2 separate regions of the Anas platyrhynchos genome follow, and region 1 is linked to region 2. Evidence: chromatin contacts called from public Hi-C data. All regions are on one chromosome and are shown on one strand. The core of a region is the stretch at or near the end of the contact, and the rest is flanking DNA. Distances in the headings are between cores, read along the strand shown. Region 1 has its middle 52 kb from the start of TBX3. Region 2 overlaps LOC101805192 (a long non-coding RNA gene).

What was found. Hi-C and Micro-C count contacts between places; a contact is called where the count stands out from the background.
Region 1: a Hi-C map of liver shows a contact between it and region 2, with 4 times the contacts expected there. The contact joins two enhancer-like sites. A contact is called at or near these places in 2 of 8 Hi-C or Micro-C datasets (liver and skeletal muscle).

What each region holds. Positions count from the first base shown.
Region 1 is chr16:6,642,195-6,648,543 of IASCAAS_PekinDuck_T2T, forward strand. No RefSeq gene overlaps it. Among named protein-coding and RNA genes, the nearest start is that of TBX3, 52 kb to the right of the region's middle. Within about 2 kb of position 4,662, at least 1 of the 8 cell types and tissues checked has an H3K27ac peak or open chromatin away from gene starts, as enhancers often do.
Region 2 is chr16:6,545,571-6,552,027 of IASCAAS_PekinDuck_T2T, forward strand. It overlaps LOC101805192 (a long non-coding RNA gene), which reads left to right. Exons shown (of 17, transcript XR_011803855.1): 16 at 1-96; 17 at 6,346-6,457. Among named protein-coding and RNA genes, the nearest start is that of TBX3, 150 kb to the right of the region's middle. Within about 2 kb of position 4,066, at least 1 of the 8 cell types and tissues checked has an H3K27ac peak or open chromatin away from gene starts, as enhancers often do.

The sequences.
Region 1 (6,349 bases), core at 3,412-5,911, 97 kb after region 2:
CTTGCATTCTCTGTGAGAGGCTGGAAGGCACTAATATTTCTTCAAACGTGGTGGCCTCTGCTGATCACTGCATTTCCACTGCTCCTTGATATCCACGGATGTTAAATGGAGAAGAGATGGAGAAGCTCTTGTAGGGTGGCTCGCGTTGCACGTGGGCAGTGCTGATGGGCTCCACTTCCTTTTGCTCGCACCCACCCTGTAAACGTACCGAGTGATTTCTTTTGTTTTAAGCTGTGTAATTGCAGGGAAAACATATCCTCTTCTAGTGGCTTTGCCTTTATTGTCATGTTTAGGAAGTTTTTTTGCATGTCATAACATTTTGTCTGTTTTTACTGAAATGGTTCCATGAAGGAATGATTGTTTGCACAAACAGACTGACATGTTGATACAGGCTGACAACTGCATGGCTAAGACCAAAATAAAATGTAAAGTAAACACATTTGCATAAGTTTATAATATGACCCAGTTCTTAGGAAGCAGAGGAAATGGGGAGATCTGAATCTAAGCAGCTTATCGTCCATCTCCCCTTTCTGCTTTGCCCCTCGTTCTTAACCTCTGCTCCGGGAATGCCATGGGAGAGTTGTGTGGATTTTTCCATTCAGATTTGAAGCAACAGGTCCCTCTCGTAGTTGGCTTCTCGTTTTGTTTTGCTTAGAGGGGAGGGTATGGAGGAGGGAGCATTCCCAGCTTTCCCCTCATGTGAAACTGGTTGGACTTTCTATCCTTTTTCTTCTTGGTTACACTTTAAAAGGCTTCTGTCAATGTATTTTCCATCACTTTAAAATCACATTGACATCCTGCTGCTCTGTGTCACAACTATGTAGCATCTCAAAACGCTGCTACGTTGCTATCTCCTTCTCCATCTGCTTGCGGCATGGTTTTCTTTTGGATTTTGAGATCAGTGCCTCTTTTTCAGACTAGGAAACCATAGCGTAGAGCACAGTGATTTCCTTCTGGCAGCTCTGTGGCAGAGCCAGGTTGTGGTCAGCTGCTGGGGGGATGCAGCTGCTCCATCAGCATTTCTGGACTAGTTGGCCATGGGAGCCCTTGCCCACAAGCCCTTAGGCGTTGGTGCTACAGTTGCTTGTACACGCTGTGCCTTCAGTCAGCTCTCCATTGTTGGCTGGCTTTCGCAAAGCAACTCCCTTGAAATTTTGGGCATCCTGAAAATACACCTTGAATGGCCTCCTCTAATCCTGGTTGTCCCAGCAGGAGCCCCAGAGACCTTATAGTGAAAATTGCAATGAATCCGTGCCTTGGAGTTGGAGAGAAGGAATGAATCACAGAATTGTAGGGGTCGGAAGGGACCTCAAGAGATCATCGGGTCCAACTCCCCTGCCAAAGCAGGTTCACTAGGGCAGGTTGCACAGGTAGGCATCGAGACAGGTCTTCAATATCTCCAGGGAAGGAGACTCCAATGAAGTCAGTCTTGTAAACATAATGTTAAATTCTTCTGTCAGAAAGATGCCTAAACCCAACTGTTGGATGCTAAAGATGGGCTCCAGGTCCAGATCTTTGAGGACATTTATTTGACTTGCGCAATTTCTGCCCACAATTAGACATCCTTCTGGCTCTTGGGCTTCCTACCGCCAACTGATGGTAGAGGAACTGCTGAACTCCACACAGCAATGCCACCTGTCCCTTGGATGTCCCACAGCCCCCTGCAGGGCCATCCCATCTGATGTCCATGGCCATGATCTTTAAATAACAGAGGGGCAAAGTTAAATATTCTAGTAGCTTTGAACATAGCCGCTTTCTTTTTCATAAGGAGAAGCCAGCTGGTGCCAAATATCTGACTAACGTTGCAGCTGTGAGTAACTCCTGCTATGGACAGAAGGGAATAATAGTTTCCAAAGCTGCTGAAGGGAGCTCAAAGCCCCAGTCTCTTAGGGTGTGAGCAATTTATATGCACAGTCATGTAGTGTGTGAATTTCTAGAGGACAGTGTGGTTGACGTGAATATTTCTGAGTTTCCTTTTGGCTATTTTAGGCAGTTTCTAGCTTGGTGTGCGAGCTTTTGTGCCTCGCTCTGATGCTTGTTGCTTTGGGAGCTGACGTCTAGCCCTTTGGAGCTGTGAGGTCTCCTGCAGCGGACCTTATCCCTCCAGCTCTTGCAGGTCCAGCTCTCCATCCCACGGGTCTGAAGGCATCCCTGCAGCTTGGCCAACAGCCCAAGCTCTCTCTAGAGCTGGTGGGGGATGCAGCCCTGCTCCTGCATCCCCCTGGTCCTGGACATGGAGCCGGGGAACTCAAGGATCAGAGCTCAGTTCGTTATGTCTCTGTCCTCGTGGTCACTTGGGGGGACTTCCATGACATTGCAAATGGGCAGAGTGGCCCAAGGGTGCTTTGTCACAGCACTGTGAGCCTGGAAGAGTTTCAAGGAGCGTTATTTACACTTTTTTTAATGTGTCCTTTCATATGTTGGTAAGCGTCTAACAAGAAAAACGTGTGTTTATGAAAGTTCCAGACACAGTGTCCCCACAGCCAGACCCTTCATGTGTGTTTATTTTGCTGGATTTTGGGTGTGTCTCGCTCTTAACTGTGCGCCCAGCGTTAAAGAGTGACAAAATTCAGCATTGCAAACCTTAATTTTGATGTCCAAGAGGTGGCAATGAGGCTGTGACGTCCAAATGATTCACACTGTATGTGTAACCCGTGGATGGCATTCGACCTTCTCAGACTGTGGGGTAGATAACCTAGAATAGAGGAAAAAACGTTGGTTTTTGGGGGAAAGGGAGAGCTGGAAAGGGGTTTACATTTGTATTTCATCGTTCTGGACATTTTTATGTAATTCTGCATCTGCTTTAGGACACTGATAGGTTTAGATTTCTGCTACAGTATTTTGGAGTTTTTGTGGCTTTTATAGTTGTCTTAGGTGGGCTGGGAAGAGTTTTTGATGTATATGGGAAAAATACATGATTGTGATCACTGGAACAGGGTTTGTGAACATGTGAGCCCGTCCAATGTGTTTCTGTGGGCAGGTTGCTCAAACAGCAGCTGAGCTGCTCACCTAAGTTTATCCGTGCTCCCCCCTACTCCCCAGCGATGGTTTCATACTAACCAAAATGGGACCTACCCCTGTCTTTCCCGGTTTTATAGGTAATTTGGAGCAGAAGGGAAAACGTTGTGGCTACAGCTGAACTAGATTCTCTCCCTGGCCTTGCTACAAGTTTTCTGAGAGGCTACAGACCAGTCGCATAGTTCCCCGCTCTGCCCTGGTACTGTTATTTGTGAATTGGGAATAATTAGCCATTTTTTGACAGTCACATCTGGTCAGACCACAACCAACTGGAGCTTAACTTTAAAGTATGTGGCCAGATGCAATAGCAAGATGTTAGTCTGAACATTGGCTTTGTCTGATAATTTTCATAGCTAACATATCAGACAACTTGAGTGCAAGACGAATATGACTTGTTTCTGAGTCTGGTCTAAACAGTAGCTTGGCAGTCACGTATTTCTATACCAGAGGAATTTTTTATTTTATTTTATTTTTAAGCCAACATAGTAGTGCTGCAGCACATGTGAGTGGCACTGATTTGGGGCTGGAGATGTTAATAGCTTAAATGTCATACAGGAATTCGAGAGGAAAAAATGTGGAACCTTTTCTCCCAGATGAGAAGTAGGAGGGACCCTGAGGAGATAGGGATATCCTCTGAGTCCTCTGGATTTTTTAGAAGGGGATGTCTAATACATCTAGCTAATGCCAGTTCTTCCACCCCAGATTACAAAACCCACTTGTCCACACTGGTAGAAAGAAAGCTGTTAGAGATGCGTGCCTCTAATTTCTTAAAAATCCCTGCTTACTCCCCTGTGTCCCACGGGTGCGCTGTGCTGCTCTTGCATGTCTTAAGCAGATGTGCTGGGGAGGACGGCAGGACCTGAGCCATCACACCTCTCTGCAGGATAGCTGGGAAGCATCAACCTGACCGTGCTCACGCTTCAGATCGTTTACACAAGCTTTGTAAATCCAGTGCTTTGGGAATACGGCTGTCCTTGCCTGGGAACGCACAAATGAACTAAGCCTGCTACTTCCATGAAGCATGGGACCAGTGAGTCACATCACACGGATTGCCTTACATAGAAAAAATCCCTGCTAGGTGTCAGAGGAGAATGTGCTTTGTGCCTCTAGCCTCTGTGGTTGGGCAGCACATGCAGTAAAACTGTTCTGGATGTGCGGCGAGCCAGCCAGGGCTGGGAGCTCTGACCAGATCACAGGAGCCCACGAATCCTACACAAATGTCCAAAAGCTTTTCGGTGGGAAAGGAGGACACAAAATAAACTCAGGCTTGTAGCCGCGTTTGGCAGGGCTGTGATTTGTCCCTTACAAAGAGCACATTTGCTAGACACGCTCCGGTGCACGTTTGATGCACCGCAGGCTTGGATGGGGTTGCTGCTGCTCATGGCAGGACACCCGAGATCCCAGACCACCTCCCTCCCCATCCCCATCGCAGAAACCCTTGGGGAAGCTGAAGGCTGATTGCAAAGTTGCCTGTGAGCTCGTTATATTGGGATCCTTAAACCGCTGCGAGTGCTGTTGGATAATGTGTGGATAATTTTTTTTTTCATGGCGTTTTATGAAAAAGGAAATCAGGCCTGGGCTGGTGAGGCTGAAAGAGCAGGGAGTGGATGGGCTGTCAAGGGTCAGCCTCCCAATAGCCCTGTGATCAAAGGCTGCTCTCAGCAGCATGAGTTTATAGGCAGCCAAGACAAACAATGAACAACTTTATCTCCTTTCAGGAAAAAAAAAAAAAAAAAAAAGGCTTAAGTTCCAGGAAACCATTTCTGGACAAGACAACTTTTGGTGGTTGTTCCCTCTCTCTCCTCTCTCTCATATAACACATCTATTTCTACTTGAAGGATGATAAGAGGGAGATGGCAGAGCAAACATTAATGGGGTTGTCCCGTGCTCTCAGTTGGTGTAAATAGGCACGGACCCAGGGAAGCTGAAGCAGCGTGGCCAGCTGCTTCCTGCTGAGAATCTGGCCTTCACCAGCAGCTGTCACTGGAAAAGCAGCAGGGAAGCTCCAAATTGAATCGGGGCCATTTCCACGAGTTCGATCCCTTCTCTGAAGGTGTTGCCTCATTTGTTTGCAGCTGGAGGCTTGCCCGTTTGGCTGTCCCAGCTGTGGCCTCCAATGTCAGCTGGTCAGAACACAGCTGGCCAGTTTGGAACACGTTGGCTTCGCTGTCAGCTTGCTGGATAAAGGGAACAGAGGGGAAAAATATTTTGGGCTCCTGTGTACTTGATTATTTGTTTGGGAGGAGAGGAAGATATGAGAAGAAAGCCTCTCATTCCTAAAATGGAAAAAGTTGCAAAACTTTTAGTTGGGTTTGGATCCGAGGGAGAGGAATCTTCTCAAAATGCAGAGTGTTTTTGATTTAGGATTTCCTGTTGGATGCATTTCAGAAAGTTAGTTAAGTCAGAAGTGGCCAGATTCTCAGCTTAGACCAAAGCTGCAAAGCTCTGCTGATAGGAACCAATATCGGGCAGTGACTCCAGCTGAGGATTTAGGCTCGAGGTATGGTGGCGGATCGAGATCTCTCCTCACTCGTGGGTTCGGCACAGGAGTAAATCAGATGTTTGATCCTCCTGAGATGCAGACACCCCCAGTGAGCTGGGGGGGCTGTTCTCAGCAGATGTAAATATCTTAACGTGGCGTGGGCTGTGAGGTTTGTCGAGGTGTTTGCTGTTGGCTGGCCTGGGCAAATCAGACCTGGGGGAGGTGGGAAGCCTCCCGGCTGTCCAACCAAACAGCCTTGAGGATTCTTGTAGACATCGCTGCTCTCTGTGCTACATATTTATACCCTTCTACACACTGAACATGGAAAATATTGTGAGAAAAGCTTTCCGAGCCAGGATTTAGGGCTGAGAATAGAGGCAGAAAGCCCTGGGGGCTCAAGAGAACATATTTCCATAGTCTTTCCAGATGTCCCTACAAAAAAAAAGTAGCGGAGAGTTGGAAAAGTGTGGCTGGCTCCAGCGATGGGTGCTCCTGAGAAGCTACCTGGGATCGTCGCCTCGAGGTGTAGGAACAGGGCCATGGGAAGGGAGCTGCTGCTGGAACGAAGACTGAGGTGCCCAGAAGTGCTTCCCCCTCTCCCCCTAGGGACAAATCCAGTCTCACGTTATGGATTTGGAGGTGCAGGGGGAGAGGAGGAGCTGGGCCCAGGCCTGCATACCGAGGCTGGTGACAGCACCAGGACTGTTCTCCTCGTTCTCCACCCCAGGGTCCTGCTACACAAAGCCCATGAAGCTGTGAAAACGCAGCCACCCCGGGGAGAAAAGCACTCATAACTGGGCTCCTGCACTCTGGCAGAAAAGCCTGAGCTGAAGCAGAGCCATGTTGATG
Region 2 (6,457 bases), core at 2,816-5,315:
TTTTCCAGCTTCTTGTGTTTTGCAAGTTCAAAATCTTGCAGCATCCTGGTACTGAAAATGTGGGAATTAACAAAATAATTGGAGCTGAATGACAGTGTAAGTATTGATTGTCACTTCAAGGAATGTATCTTTCATTTCCATAATGAGTTTGTTGAGAAAGATCCCATTTTAATATAAATGAAAGCCAAATTTCATGGTGACTTTGTCAAATCTAGAAGATCTTGTCATTTAAATTCAGTTTGCCACGGAACATAAAGATCACTTGCTGTATACCACATCAAACCATCTAAATACAGAGGTACACTGAAGAATATGGTGAGGTACCTGAGGAAAAAAAAAAAAAAAAAAAAAACATAAAAAGAACAAACTTTCAAGGCACTAGAAAGTGGAAAACTAATCTCATTGAAAGTTTGCTGACACATTCCCAGGAATGGAGTTGTTTGATAAATAAATCAAAAAAAATAATAATAATCCAGAACACAGTGGAATGCCCAAATGATTTCGTTAAAGAAACCATTGCTTTGTTTAATAAATCCCATGGCTTTGATGAAATTTCCGTTTGCAAATCTGAGTTTCATTTGACAGGAGAAAATCTGTATCTCCACAGTCTGTGAAAAAATGTCTTGCCTGCCTTCTTCCTTCTGTCTGTCTCCGCATCAACAGAACAAAATTCAAATAGTTTCCAAAGAGCATCTGGCATATATGCTGAAAACAAAACTTAACATTTCTTCAGCTGTATACACATGTATATCCCAATATTATAACGCTCTAAACAGCTCAAAATCTCAAATATGTCCACTGATTCATGTATCTGATTAATGAAACTGTGTGGTCCTGAGGTGTGAAGTTTTTGCCCCTGAGTTCACCAGGAAGTTCGTTGTGTTTCCGACCTGGCCCATGCTCCTGCCCACAGCCTTCTGCCTTGTGTGGTGAGCTGGGAACCCCTTCTCCCTCTCCATCACTTCCCTGCATCACCCTACACGGCGAAAGAGAGGGAGAGAGGAATTTCTGCTTTGATTTCTTTGCAGAGCCATGCAGACAGAAGCAGCTCAAGGGAATCCTGCACAGCAGAGGTTAATGTGACCCACATATAATTGTGTGAAAAGATGCCACTCTGTGCCTTTGTCAAAGAGGCTTCTTGTTACAGCCCAAGCTATCTAGTCCCTAGCCCCTTCAGCAAAGTGCAGTTTTCTTGCATTAAATCACCACTGCCCTCTTGCCAGCTGCTTAGAGTTTGCACATTATACAGAGGAGATGTATAATATATATTTATATATTTTTAAAATGTGACAGATTGTCTTGGAACATATGTGGTATTGCCTTGAAATGAACTACGTGCATGTGATGGCCAAGCCAGCAGACCTAGCGTATGTGTGTGCGCGCGTGCCTGTGTGCGTGTGGTTTGTGTTTTTTTCCTTCTGTTGGAAATCTGAGAGGCTGGGACACTTGAGCTTTTCATGTTGCTTCTCTCTGAAATATTCATGACGAGTTGACGACCTTGATTCTTTGATACCTGCCATTTATTTATGTGCCACTGACGATAACTGCTGCTAAGTACATATGTCAGTGACATGGTTGAGTGAGTTGGATGATAAGGAGAAGGAGGGCATCTGAGGGATGTGTGTGCTGGAATAAGATTACTTTATAAACTCTGAGGGCATTTTAGGAGGCTGCCATGCCATCTTATTCACCCCCTTTTGTTTCTCTGACTAAAGCCCATTTTCTTTGCTTCTTCTCCAGCTTTTTCCTCTAACTGGGAAGCCTGCTAGCTCATGGCTGCTTTTCTTATAGGTGATCACTGGCTAATTAATCAAGTGAACTGCTAATGAATTAGTCAATTACTCTTACATTTTAAAAAGAGAGAGAGATGCAAGTCTGGGGAGACCCAAGGAATTCCTCTCAAGTGAGAAAAAGATTGAAATGGACTCCAGGGAGCTGGTTAGCTGGTCACAAACATCTTGGAAGTCTGTAAAAGCAAGGAAGGATGAGGGAAGAGCAAAGGAAGGTAAAGAGAAGCTTAGGTGAGCAGGTAAGCGCCAGTATCCACAGATCCTGATACAGATGTGAAATGTAAGCAGGCAAATGTCATTGCTTTTGAGTAATTTCCATTTGGAAGGATTGGACATAAAGTTTTGAGGGTGGAGGGAAATCTATTAACAAAAATGGTTATGAAAGTGATAAAATAATGAAAAATACAGGGAAAAAGGTCCTGAGTGAAAATAAATGCAGTCCAACGTGAACCAGTCACCACTGTGGTTGGCAAAGCCTAGTTCAAGCCAGGCTTTGGCTGGGAAGCAGACCGGTGATGGACGCAGCTGGTCCCCAGCTTCTGGATGCTGAAGAAGGTACTCTGATGGGCAGATATATATTGACAGGTTTTCTTGCACCCGAGATATGAAGCGAGGGAAGCCAGGGCAAGGGAGACAATGCAACAGAACCTCTCCTGTGGGGTCTCTTCTCACTGTATTTCATATATAAAAAAAAAACAACTCCAGCTCCCTCTCTTTTTGGACTTCCATTTTTTCCCTTTCTGAAGTAAAAATAAGCACACATTTATATTGCAGTTTACGTTCTCCTGAACATAATTTTCTTTACTGTAAGAAAAAAAAATGGGGAGAGGAAAGAAAACACCAGGGTAGAATTGAAATGCAAAAAGCACGAAAGGCTTCTGCAGATGCATCTTGAATTTGCAGCCATTCTAGAGAGGCAGGAGATAAGGTGGCTTAGGGAATGCAGCTGAGTCCGGAGAGGCATTTATTTAAGATTGATATCGAACCTTGGAATTGTGAGTGGGAGGTGGTTTTTTTTTGATGAAGGAACAGGATGTTGCCAGGAGGGAGGGAGGCTGGCTAGGATGATTTATTATAAGAGGTCAGTAGCAGGAAGTCACTGGAGATACGCGATGGTCTAAAACGCAGGCCAAGGAACCCGGGTGAGGACACTGCTTTCTGCTCTGAGATTCGGGCTCCTCAAAATAGAGCCAACAAAGTGACTGGGTGGTCTAATTTAGGGTCATCTTTGGTGGTCCCGCATACTACATGTGTTTTGGTCAGCTCCCTTGTCTGCATGTCTCCGTGCACAATGACCCATCCTGCTCTTGGGTCTGTTGCACAGGCGTGTACCGTTAAAAAACAAAACAAAACAGAAACACTGCATTTGGAAGAGAATTTCAGGCCCGTCTTAGGGCAAGAAGTCATTTGGTGCTTATACAGATAATTGTGCACATGGCAGCTACTGAGAGCATGAAGTAGTCATATTTATCATGGGGCTCCCTCCCCCGCAATAAGAAAATTCCCTGCGAAACAGAAATGGAAAGACTGGCGAGAGAAGAGGAGTGACGGCCGGGAGTGACCTTCTTGGCCATAAACAGAATTTGGAAGTTGAGCTGGATGTAAAGCTTTAACTAGTTGTCAGTCTGAAATCTGCAACTCCACGTCAATGTAATGGCCCGCTGAGCTCAAGCAGAACCACTGCAGAAGTCTGTGCTTTTTGATAGTGATGAGCTAAATAAATTACTGAATATTAGGCACATTATCTGTCTAACCTACCTCTGAGTGTCACTTAAGTGTCTTTTACTGTCCTCTCGTCTGACCCAGTCAGACCTGGAGTCCTCTTTTGTTGGGAGCAGTTGTCATTCCTGAGAAGAGAGACAATGTACCTGAGAAACCTCAATTCAAGTGGGCAGGAGTGTAGGAGAAAGGATTTTCCTTCCCTGGGAAATGAAGTGTGGCTTGGAAAGCAGCTGGTGAGCAGTGCTTTGGAGCAAATGGGAGGATGCCCTTTGAATTCAGAGGTCCTTAAATGACTTGCCAAAGGTCATACAGCGAAGTTGGTACAGGGCTAAGTTCATGTCCTCTTTATAGGGGTGAATATCAACCCAATTCTACAATATTCATGTTCAACTCCCAATTATTGCAAACCCAGCTGTGTTGTGGGTTTTTCAGTGCGTTCAAAGCGTGCTGCTGTGCTTTTTCTTTCTACAGCTATTCTGGTTGTCCCTGCTGATAATAGCAGAGATTGGATCTACACAAGGGGTAACATCTGAGCATTTAGTGCTGGCCTTTTATCTAACGTCCTCCAGCCTGTGGTCCTGTTGTCCCTGCGCAGCTTGGTATGTGGTGATGTTCACTCTCCTGCTTACACTCAGTGAATGATTTATCATGTGTTATCAGTAGGACTCTGTACAGTGTCCAGGGACAATGTTTTCTTCCATCTGGTTCCAAGCTGGTGGAACACCCTTCCATATGGTTTTCACATGTGGTTCTCCTAGTACCTCCCTTCTATTTTTTCCCTGTGGATTCATCATTGCGCAGTTTGTATAACAACTACACTTTGTTTCACTTTATAAATTAATCACATACATGAATTAAAACTTCATCAACTGTGGATATTTTTTAAATGACAGAGGAAACCCTCCAGCTGGGTGAATCTATCTTCTAGAAGAAATATCCTGTACCACACCATACTGGAAATGAACTGCTGCAGTGTTTCACAGCACTCTTCAGTCAGATGTTAGGCTGCGGCTTGCTCTGGAGCAATCATATCTAATAATATGTGTGAAAGTCTTTTATTTCTGCTCTGTCATTATGAAGGTGCTATTTGCAGGTTCATTGCATGAGCAGGACAGAGACCAAAAAAGATTTTTTAATGTAAATTGTCATAAGACACAGTGATTTACAAAGACCTGATACTGGGCACTCCAACAGACAAAGAGCTCTGTATCCCCAGCCTTTGAGTTATCCAACCTGCAAAAGGGCTCCTCTGTTAGAATCAGTTGCTGCTGGGTTTACTGGGCTTTGCAGATAACTTTTCTCTGTGGTCTTTGTTGATTTTATGTTAGACCTGGTAACACGCTTTTATCTTATCTGGCTTTTTCTCTTCTTTGCTCTCCGCGTTGTTTGCTATTCCAGAATAAATATGCAGACAGCCTGCCCCTGGAGGCCAGTGCACTGTGTTCCTCCCAGAGAGCATGCAAATATTTGCACCACACCAGGCTCTGAGCCACGAGACGTGAGCAGCCACACAAGGAGGTGCAGCAGAGGGCAGGGGTGGGAAGCCAGAGGGTGTGAAACCAGCACACGGCAGCTGGGGCAGTTGGCGTGGAGCACTTAGCAAGGGACTGCCTGGTCTTCAGAGCAAAGATGGGGCACCAGGGAAAAGAGGATGTGTCTTTGGGGGTGTATGCGTAAATGTGCATGCCTGTGTGAGTTTGTGGTAAGGGCTGTATATGTGCTGTGGTGGGTGTCATCTGGTGAATGCACGTGGGCAGCAGGTTCTCGTGAACAGCAGCAGGGATGGTACTCCAAGCCAAGTGGTATTTTCTGGCGTTATCCATCTTGCTTCCAGGCTCCTGTGTTTCAATACAGCACATGGCATGTGTGCATGCTTCTGTGTTTCTGTGGGTTTGAAACGGGCATGGTGGTGTACAGGGTGTGTGTACTACCCGTGTGACACGTGCTGAGCTGAGGCACTTTGTCTCAAGTTTTCTGCCCTTACAGACACACCTTAGATCTGTTGAGAGGTCAGACCTTTTCTCTTCAAAGAAGGCCAAGACATGATGGAGCCAGAAAAAAGCTCAAAAAGTCTTTTGGCCTTTCTATGCCATTTAGTTCCTCATTGGAAAGAACAAGTCTTTCCTCAGGTTTGCAAGAGGGAATGCCTTTCCCCAGTGTCCATGGTGTGGTCATGGCACCTGAACATCCTGCTTCTGGAATGACTGACATCTCAGAGATGCTTCTCCTTGCAGAGTTATTTGGAATATCACCCCTGTTTTACATCCCATCCCTAAGCAGAGGATCTTAAGTAGATTGCAGTGATGATGACTGTCCAGAGAGAAATAAGCCACCACTGCAGCTAGTGGAGCCATCACACCCAGGAAGTTAAGCAGCAGTATTCCTAAACTCTTGCTTTCTCCTTGCTAGCACAGGCATTTTTACAGCTCCCTGGTGGTCCCCAAAAAATCTCCAGAAGGCATTATGGTTGGCTTTCCCTTGGATCTGTTCCTTGATTTGCTTCACTGGAGAACGAGGGAGGGTGAGGAAGGGGTGAAGGCGTTTTTGTACAATTGTGGCACTCATTTGTGGCAGTGCCACCCTTTCCTATCTGTGGTGACAGGCCAGAGGAGAAGCATGAGGGTGCAAAGCATTACCCAAGACGTGTGCTATTTCGGCCTTGAAGGTCACCTCCACGCTGCCTCCCTTGTCGCCTCCCTGCATGGCCTCCTGTCTCTCTCTCACCTCACTGAGCTTCTTTGATTCGGAACCACCGCTGGCTTGGCTGAGAGGGCTTCTTTTTTTTTGTTGGTTTTGGGGGGTTTGTTGTTTGCTCACTGTTGCCTTTTTCCAGTTTGAAGTTTGCCGCCTCGTGGCCTCCAGGCTGGTGACCCTGGTGCGAGCTGTCGGGCCTTGCGCTGCACACCGCCTTATCAGCGGGGAGGCTCTTTCGTTTCCAGCTGGGA